Linked DNA regions of Mus musculus: region 1 is linked to region 2. The links are chromatin contacts, called in public Hi-C maps. All regions are on one chromosome and are shown on one strand. Each heading gives the region's core, a stretch centred on a gene start, on an enhancer-like site or on the middle of the called end of the contact. The rest is flanking DNA. Distances are from core to core; before and after follow the strand shown.

Region 1 (3,678 bases), core at 1,083-3,582, 780 kb before region 2:
CTGTGGTGTGGTGGTCCTGGGGCTGTTTGAAACATCATCCCTGCATCCAATGGTCCTGCCAAGGCTGTGGGCAAGGTCAACCCAGAAATGAACTAGAAGTTCACTGGCATGGTCTTCTGTGTTCCTACCCTCAAGGTATCCATTGTGGATCTGAAATCTTGCCTGGAGAAACCTGCCAAGTATGATGACATCAAGAAGGTGGTGAAGCAGGCATCAGAGGACCCACTAAAGGGCATCCTGGGCTGCACTAAGGACCAAGTTGTCTCCCGTGACTTAAACAGCAACCCCCACTCTTCCACCTTTGATGCTGGGCCTGGAATTGCTCTCAATAACAACTTTGTAAAGCTCATGTCTTGGTATGACAATGAATATGGCTACAACAACAGCATGGTGGACCTCATGGCCTACATGGCCTCCAAGGAGTAAGAAACTAGACCATTCACCCCAGCAAGGACACTGAGAGCATAATGCCCTAGGTTGCTGAGGAGTCCCTGTCCCATCTCAGCCTTTAACACTGAGCATCTCATTCACAATTTCCATACCAGAACCCCATAATAGGAGGGGCCTAGGGAGCCCTCCCTACTTTCTTGAATACCATCAATAAATTTTGCTGCACTCAGAATAAAAAAAAAAGCAATTAGTTGTGTGTATGTGTTTATGTGCATTTGCATATTTATATATGTTTGTTCATATATGTTTGTACATGTATGAGTATGTGTTTGTTGTACCCCAACATTTCCAAATTTCAAAGGGCAGGTCGTGTTTCTCTTTACTCCTTTTTTTAAACTCCTTTTCTTAACTTTTCTGTTTAGCTCCAACACAGCATTCCTACATTTTTCCAATGCTGGTAGACAACAGTGCAGTGAATTTGGAGTTATCCTTGCCTTAAGGAGTTTTTAGGTGCCAGATCACGTGAAAAATTATTCAACTTAAAGTCAGGTCTCTAGAGTGCAGGATATTTTCTATTCATTCTCCTTTTTCCAGTGCCTGGAGTCCAGTTAAATTAACTCAAATCAAGGTACCAAGTGTGGTATCTACAAAATTATACTCTGGTATAAAGGAAAATTACTTTCTGATATTTAGCTTAACATAACATAATCTGGAAAGAGGAGCAATTTCAATAATTTTAACATTGAGCAGCATATGTCTAAGGAACAGAGCTGTAAGATGTCTGGAAAATGTATGACACATAGCTCAAAAACTAAAGAAATTTAAACTTAATTCACATTTCTATTCCAAACTTTCATTTTTTATTTATGAATTACCTATTCACAATGCCTGACTTCATATGTTTTCAGGGTGGGTAGATGGTTGAGTGTAGATTTTATTAAAGTAGCTGACTGTAAAACATGTTTCTGAAAATCACACTAACTTGGAAATGGTATTTTAATGCTCTTGGCTGAATTCTGATGTTAAAACTAATGTTTGAAAGCAATAAGGTAGAAAACATACATATTTCTTAGTTGTGGTGTGCTTTACTCTGCCAGTATGTACGTGCTTAGCCTTTTAAAATGTCAAGTATGGCTTATATTTTATTAACTATATAGCATCAGGTAACTAGATGCATGTTCATTACATATATTATCCAGTAACAACTGGTGTCTACTAATGGTGTTTTCATTGTTTAATGTAAGGACTTTTGTCAACAAAGATATTTTCAAACTTTTTCTATTATTGACCTCCCAAACTCCATGTTTTTCAACAGGTACCCATAGGAGAGTTAAAGTATATTGATGAATAGGGGCAAGAAAATGAGGAGAAATACAATTCTAGTAGAATGAAAGAAAAATGTCTTGAAAATCAGTCTTATCAGTCACTTGATGTTGATATTTGTATAATTATTCATAAATGCAGGTATAGAATGGAGAGCATGAAGAATTCTTCGGTCATCCTTGGAGCATGAAAATATATTGTATATACATATATATAATGTGTGTGTTTGTGTGTGTGTGTGTGTGTGTGTGTGTGTATACAGCACACACCGTACATGGATTTCACAGGTACTTAGTCTTCAACAAGAAAAATAAATCTTAAGCAAGATAAGTAAAGCACTTACTGACTTAAGTTATGTACTTAAAAATTTATATGGATAAAAGTGTAATGTGGAGAAAGAGGTTAAGACTTAAGCTCTTTATCTATTTAATATCTTATTTATGGTGAATAGAAAAATACTGTATTATTTTCAGTAAAGTTTTAGGCATATTGATATTCCACTGAATATATTTTCTGCGTAGTCTGAGTCTACCACATGCAAAGACTTTGTAGGGCTGCTTCTGCAACCCACCACACACTCTGCAATGGCTGTTCTTGGAGTGGTTCCCAGAACTGACAGTGTCTTCAGTAGGAGTCACATACACAGATCTCAGCAATGGAACTAGTTGAGGGACAGGATGTTATTACAAAGAGGAAATCTGTAAAATGTTTCAAATATCAGTCACAGCCAAAAGGAAAAAGAAGTGGCAGCTAATCAAATGTCAAAGCAGCATCGTGTAAAGGCAGCCCTGTCCTCGGGAAAGTACATGTGGTTCTTTGTGCTTGAATCAAAGCTTCAGAGTCAGAAGATGAAAATATATGACGCATGCTGCTCAAAGAGGAAGCTCTAATCAAGTGCCAAATAATGACAGCTTTTTTTTTTTTTTTTTTGGAAAGAAAGAGTTTAAGACGAAAAATATGTGTTTACGTTTCTAGAAATGAAATAATAGAAAAAGTGAAATACAGTTAAAACTGATTTTTGAAAGTTTATATTTTGATTAGTTCATTAAAAAAATACTGGAATTATTTCTTCAAAATGTGAATCCCATTATGCCCCTTCTCTTTTTTTGTAGCACTGTCATGTAACAAGGTCAATGCCTTCCATATGTCAAGCCTTACTTCATTCCCAGCATCTCTGAACGTAGAAGCTCTTTACCCACACCTCTTATGCACATACTCTCCTTTATTACCCCACTAAAGTGTCTTCAATGTCTGATGCTGGCATAGATCTGAGGCCATTTATGTAGAAACCATATATTCTTAGCAGAAGGCTCTTTCCTTCCTTGTTATTCCGATCATTATGTCTCCATTAACTTAATCATTACTTCTTTCAACCAATCAGTCCAGTTGCTCCACTGTCAAAGCTCACAGAGAGGTATTTCTCTGCGTTTTGTCACCATTACACTTCATCCAGTAGGGCCAGGAGCTTCATGTCACTGCTGTCTACTGCACTACTTTGTGAATTGAGAAAACTCATAAATGCTTTCTGAGTGAAAGAACAAGGAAAATAGTGGGTCAACCTTTCAGAATAATCAACAAAATTGCTACGTGAGTTACTACAAATGCAATAAAAGGTAATCTATTCTAAGTAAATTAGAGCTCCCAGATACTAATTGATTTCTTATTCCATCTTTAGAAGCTTTTTAAACAACCCACTAATCATTACGGTTCTCAGTGACAGCTCTGTATGGTATCCTATCATTCTAGAAGCAGAATAAAAGCAGGAGAGATCTTAATCTTTACAACATGTTGTCTAAATCAGCATAGTGCACAAAAGAACACTAACACAAACACCAATACTTGCTATATAAACTCTCAGATCGTTAACGCTCACAAGAACTTAGAGAAAGCTTGGGGATGGCTTTTAAAAACAATTAAAATAATAAATTCTGCAATAAAGATTTCAAAATATTCTGGATGCATACT
Region 2 (3,427 bases), core at 531-3,030:
CCCCAGAGTCAGTGGGTAGCCAGCCTAGTCCAATCTATTAGTCCCAGGTTCTAATGAGAAACCCTGTGTTATAAAACAAGGTGGGTAGATCCCAAGAAACAACTGGAAACTGACCTTTGACTTTCAAACAAACACTAGCAGATACATACACACATATACACACACACATGCAGAGAGAGAGACAGAGAGAGAGAGACAGAGACAGAGAGAGAGAGAGAAAATAACTTAAGTGGACAAAGAGAAAGATCAACTTGCAAAAGCCATCAATAGCATTAGACATCTCTATTGGTCTAGAATACCCCGTCAGAGTTGTTCCAGCTAGGTAGAGATGGCCATCCTAGGTACTGGATGTGGCCATCTTCCAAAAAGAAAGTTCCTTTTGATCTGAGGCAGCCTTGGGCAAGTTGGGTCATCAACCCTAGGGATTGGCTGAACACTAAGCCTGTCTGCTGACAACCCCCGGACACCAAGTCCCTACTTGAGTTTATGTAGAAGGTGCACCTACCTAAAGCCTATCACAGACATTACCTGCCCTTTGGACAAAATAAGGTCAGAGAAACCTTATTTCACAGGATATACTGTCTTAAACAATTCTCCCGATCCCTGGCCTTGGGGAGTTTAAAGTCTAGTAGGCAAGTCAGCTCATAAATCATGATGATGATGTGAAGAGCAAAACAATACATAAAGAAAGAAACAGACATACCCAGTGGGGGTGTTGTGGGAACCTGAGAACACCCAGAAGACCTGGCTGCCTCAGCTTAGGGAAGTCTCCGTAGACAGGGGAGACTTCCCTAGCCACAGAGCCTCCTGTTAGACCAGTGGTTCCCAGCCTTCCTAATGCTGCTACCCTTTAATATAGTTGTGGTGACTCCCAACCACAAAATTATGTCATTGCTACTTCATAACTGTAACTTTGCTACAGTTACAAATCATAATGGAAATATCTGTTTCCAGATGGTCTTAGGCAATACCTGGGAAAGGTCTTTCCACCCCCTAGGGGGTTCCGACCCACAGTGGAGAGCCACCATATTGGAGGACTCTGCTCCCTTTTGTCTTCCAGTCTGCATTTCCTCGTTGCTTTAGTCTCTCCCTCCCTGCCAATATCTTTTGTAGGGACATAATCCTCTTCATTTCTCTTCTCACTTATTCAGCCGTTTTCCTGATTTGCTTTACCGTCTCCAGAGCAATTTCTCTCCATCTAAAGAGCTAGTCCCTCAGCCCGTTGTAAGTTAAGCTTTAAAACCTAATTGTTGTGCGACATTTTTGCACATTGACTGTGATTGCACACCTGGCAAATGGCATTTTCAAGGGATCTGTAGACTTAATGGGTTCAGGTTTCAAATATGTACATAATTAAATTTCTGATCTTAATAAAAAGACATTACAGGCTACATGCTAAGTAGAAACGAAACCGTGGAGAGGGCGGGGGGAGTGGGGACCAGAGTCAGCTAAGAAATGTTTTCTGGTGAGATTTCTAACAGGTTTTACTGCTAGCCCTCAAAGGTTATGTTACAAAATTTACAAAGGGACTATCCTCCAAAGATGCGATATTTGAGACTTAAAGTGTTGTGGCCTGAAATTCACAGAGCAAACGGAAAAACGGTTTATGGCGTGCTGACTTCATGACTGGAGGGAAGTAACACGGTGCACTGACAATAATTGGAGGATTGTAAGCCTCCTCCAAGCGCCTGGCAGCCTTCCATGGCTCTCAAGCCTCCAACCCTGGGAGGAGAAGATCAGTGATAATCTGGGCGTGCCCAGCCACAGCCTCTTCCCGGGGGAGCTTCCCACACACGGAGAGAGCAAGTGGGAACAAACTTCAGCCCCCAGCACATCACCAAGGAACGCTTTCAAGCCGGGCGCATTGACAGCACACTGGAGGCATAGTTTTGGCATGTGAAAAATGGAAAGTTCCCGAAGCGCTGCCGTCTCTGCCAAGAAAAGCCTGTGCAGTCAGGGTTATGGGCTTCTGAGCCCAGGGGGCGTCACAAGATGGGTGGGGAGGTTATCAAGATCCAACAATTAATGCTGCCTCCAGTACCTCCTCGCCTCTGAAACGGGGCGAGCCCCATCAGCCTTTGATGCTCTTTGAGAATCTGGAAGCCAAGGCATTCACTCAGGGATGCAGAGTGATCTCTGCTGCTCAGCCACCTGCAGCGCTTGGGAGCCGCCCCGGGAAAAGATTCATCCTGTCAGTGGCAAGACAGCTTCCGACTGGTTTAACCTTTGGGATGGAATCCCTTGGCTCTGGAGATGAAATGGAGCCTAAGCACACGGCCCAAAGGGGTGCCAGAGCTCTGTAAATCTGAGAATTACTCCTGGTAGTGAGAGGAGGAAGCAGATCATTAAGTTTCCGGGGTTCTGGCATGGATCCCTGCTGCCTCTGAGCTAAAAGTCACGCTGAGTGCCCCTGTGAAGAGAGCCATGGTACACCAGAAACCAAAAGCAGATCTCAAGCCCGAGTCCCGACGGCTGTTCCGGGAACAGAGACTGACTGGATAGGTGCCTGGCTTCCTGCCTAGGTTATGAGGAACCTATGGGAAGGGGCAGCTTCTCCCCACCCAGTCACCAGAACCCGAGATGCTCTCATTGTGCTACAACTCTAAACTCGTTTTCGTTGTTTGAGAATAAGCTAGTTATTCAGTTATACACTGTGCCTGTTGTGAGTTTTTCACATGTGACCTTCCAGTCAGCCTTCAGTTGGGTACGTGTCCTGTGTCGGGTGGTAGGAGAAGATTTTTAAAAAACCAAATTATTAGACATAAAATTACCAAATAATAAATAAAGGTTTAAAAGAAGAATGTGGGACTAAGGTTAAAGTAATACACACACGGAAGATTAGTTTGTATTTAAAGTGCTTTTCTTGTAAAGAATCCGGAGGAATTACTGTGTTCAGCATGTCAGTGCTCATGGTGGGACTTTGAGGGGAAACAGTTGGCAAGAATTCTAAGAGAGGGAAAATAACAGCCACTGTGTATCAAATGGTGAGTCCGTGCTTGTTAATGACACAGTAAGTGGCTTACTTATTCTTTTTCTTCAATGAAATAACAGCAGTTATCTTCAAGTGCAGAAACCATGCACAGAGGAGTTAAATGACCTGGTCAAGGACACACAGCAGAGACCTAGATGTTGCAGTTTTGTCGTCCCCTACAGGCAACTATGTGCACTTCCTCATCTCTTCTCGCTGCAGTTTAAGGAGCAGATTTTTTTAAGTTACTAAGCTATTGGTTGAAAACCTCTCCATAGGACATGTTTATGGATTATCGGTTGCCAAGGCAACCAGGACTCTGTATTCTCAGCTCTGCCTTCCAGGGCAAAGGCAGTGTGCTCTTTTCTTCCCCTTGATTATCCCTTACTGATTTCTCTCACTTCTCTCTCCTCTGTTAAGTGGTTAGACTCTTCAGGGATGTTTGAGTTTTTGCATCCC

Evidence for each region. Hi-C and Micro-C count contacts between places; a contact is called where the count stands out from the background.
Region 1: a contact with region 2 is called in a Hi-C map of ventral hippocampal neurons, with 1.7 times the contacts expected there. The contact joins two enhancer-like sites. A contact is called at or near these places in 1 of 484 Hi-C or Micro-C datasets (ventral hippocampal neurons) and 2 of 115 datasets of contacts at active chromatin or transcription factors (astrocytes and fibro-adipogenic progenitors).

Annotation. Positions count from the first base shown.
Region 1 is chr14:88,346,120-88,349,797 of GRCm38.p6, reverse strand. It overlaps the pseudogene Gm9274. Among named protein-coding and RNA genes, the nearest start is that of Gm33203, 10 kb to the right of the region's middle. Within about 2 kb of position 2,332, at least 19 of the 459 cell types and tissues checked have an H3K27ac peak or open chromatin away from gene starts, as enhancers often do. A contact at or near this core is called in ventral hippocampal neurons, where this site is marked.
Region 2 is chr14:87,567,039-87,570,465 of GRCm38.p6, reverse strand. No RefSeq gene overlaps it. Among named protein-coding and RNA genes, the nearest start is that of Tdrd3, 150 kb to the right of the region's middle. Within about 2 kb of position 1,780, at least 67 of the 459 cell types and tissues checked have an H3K27ac peak or open chromatin away from gene starts, as enhancers often do. A contact at or near this core is called in ventral hippocampal neurons, where this site is marked.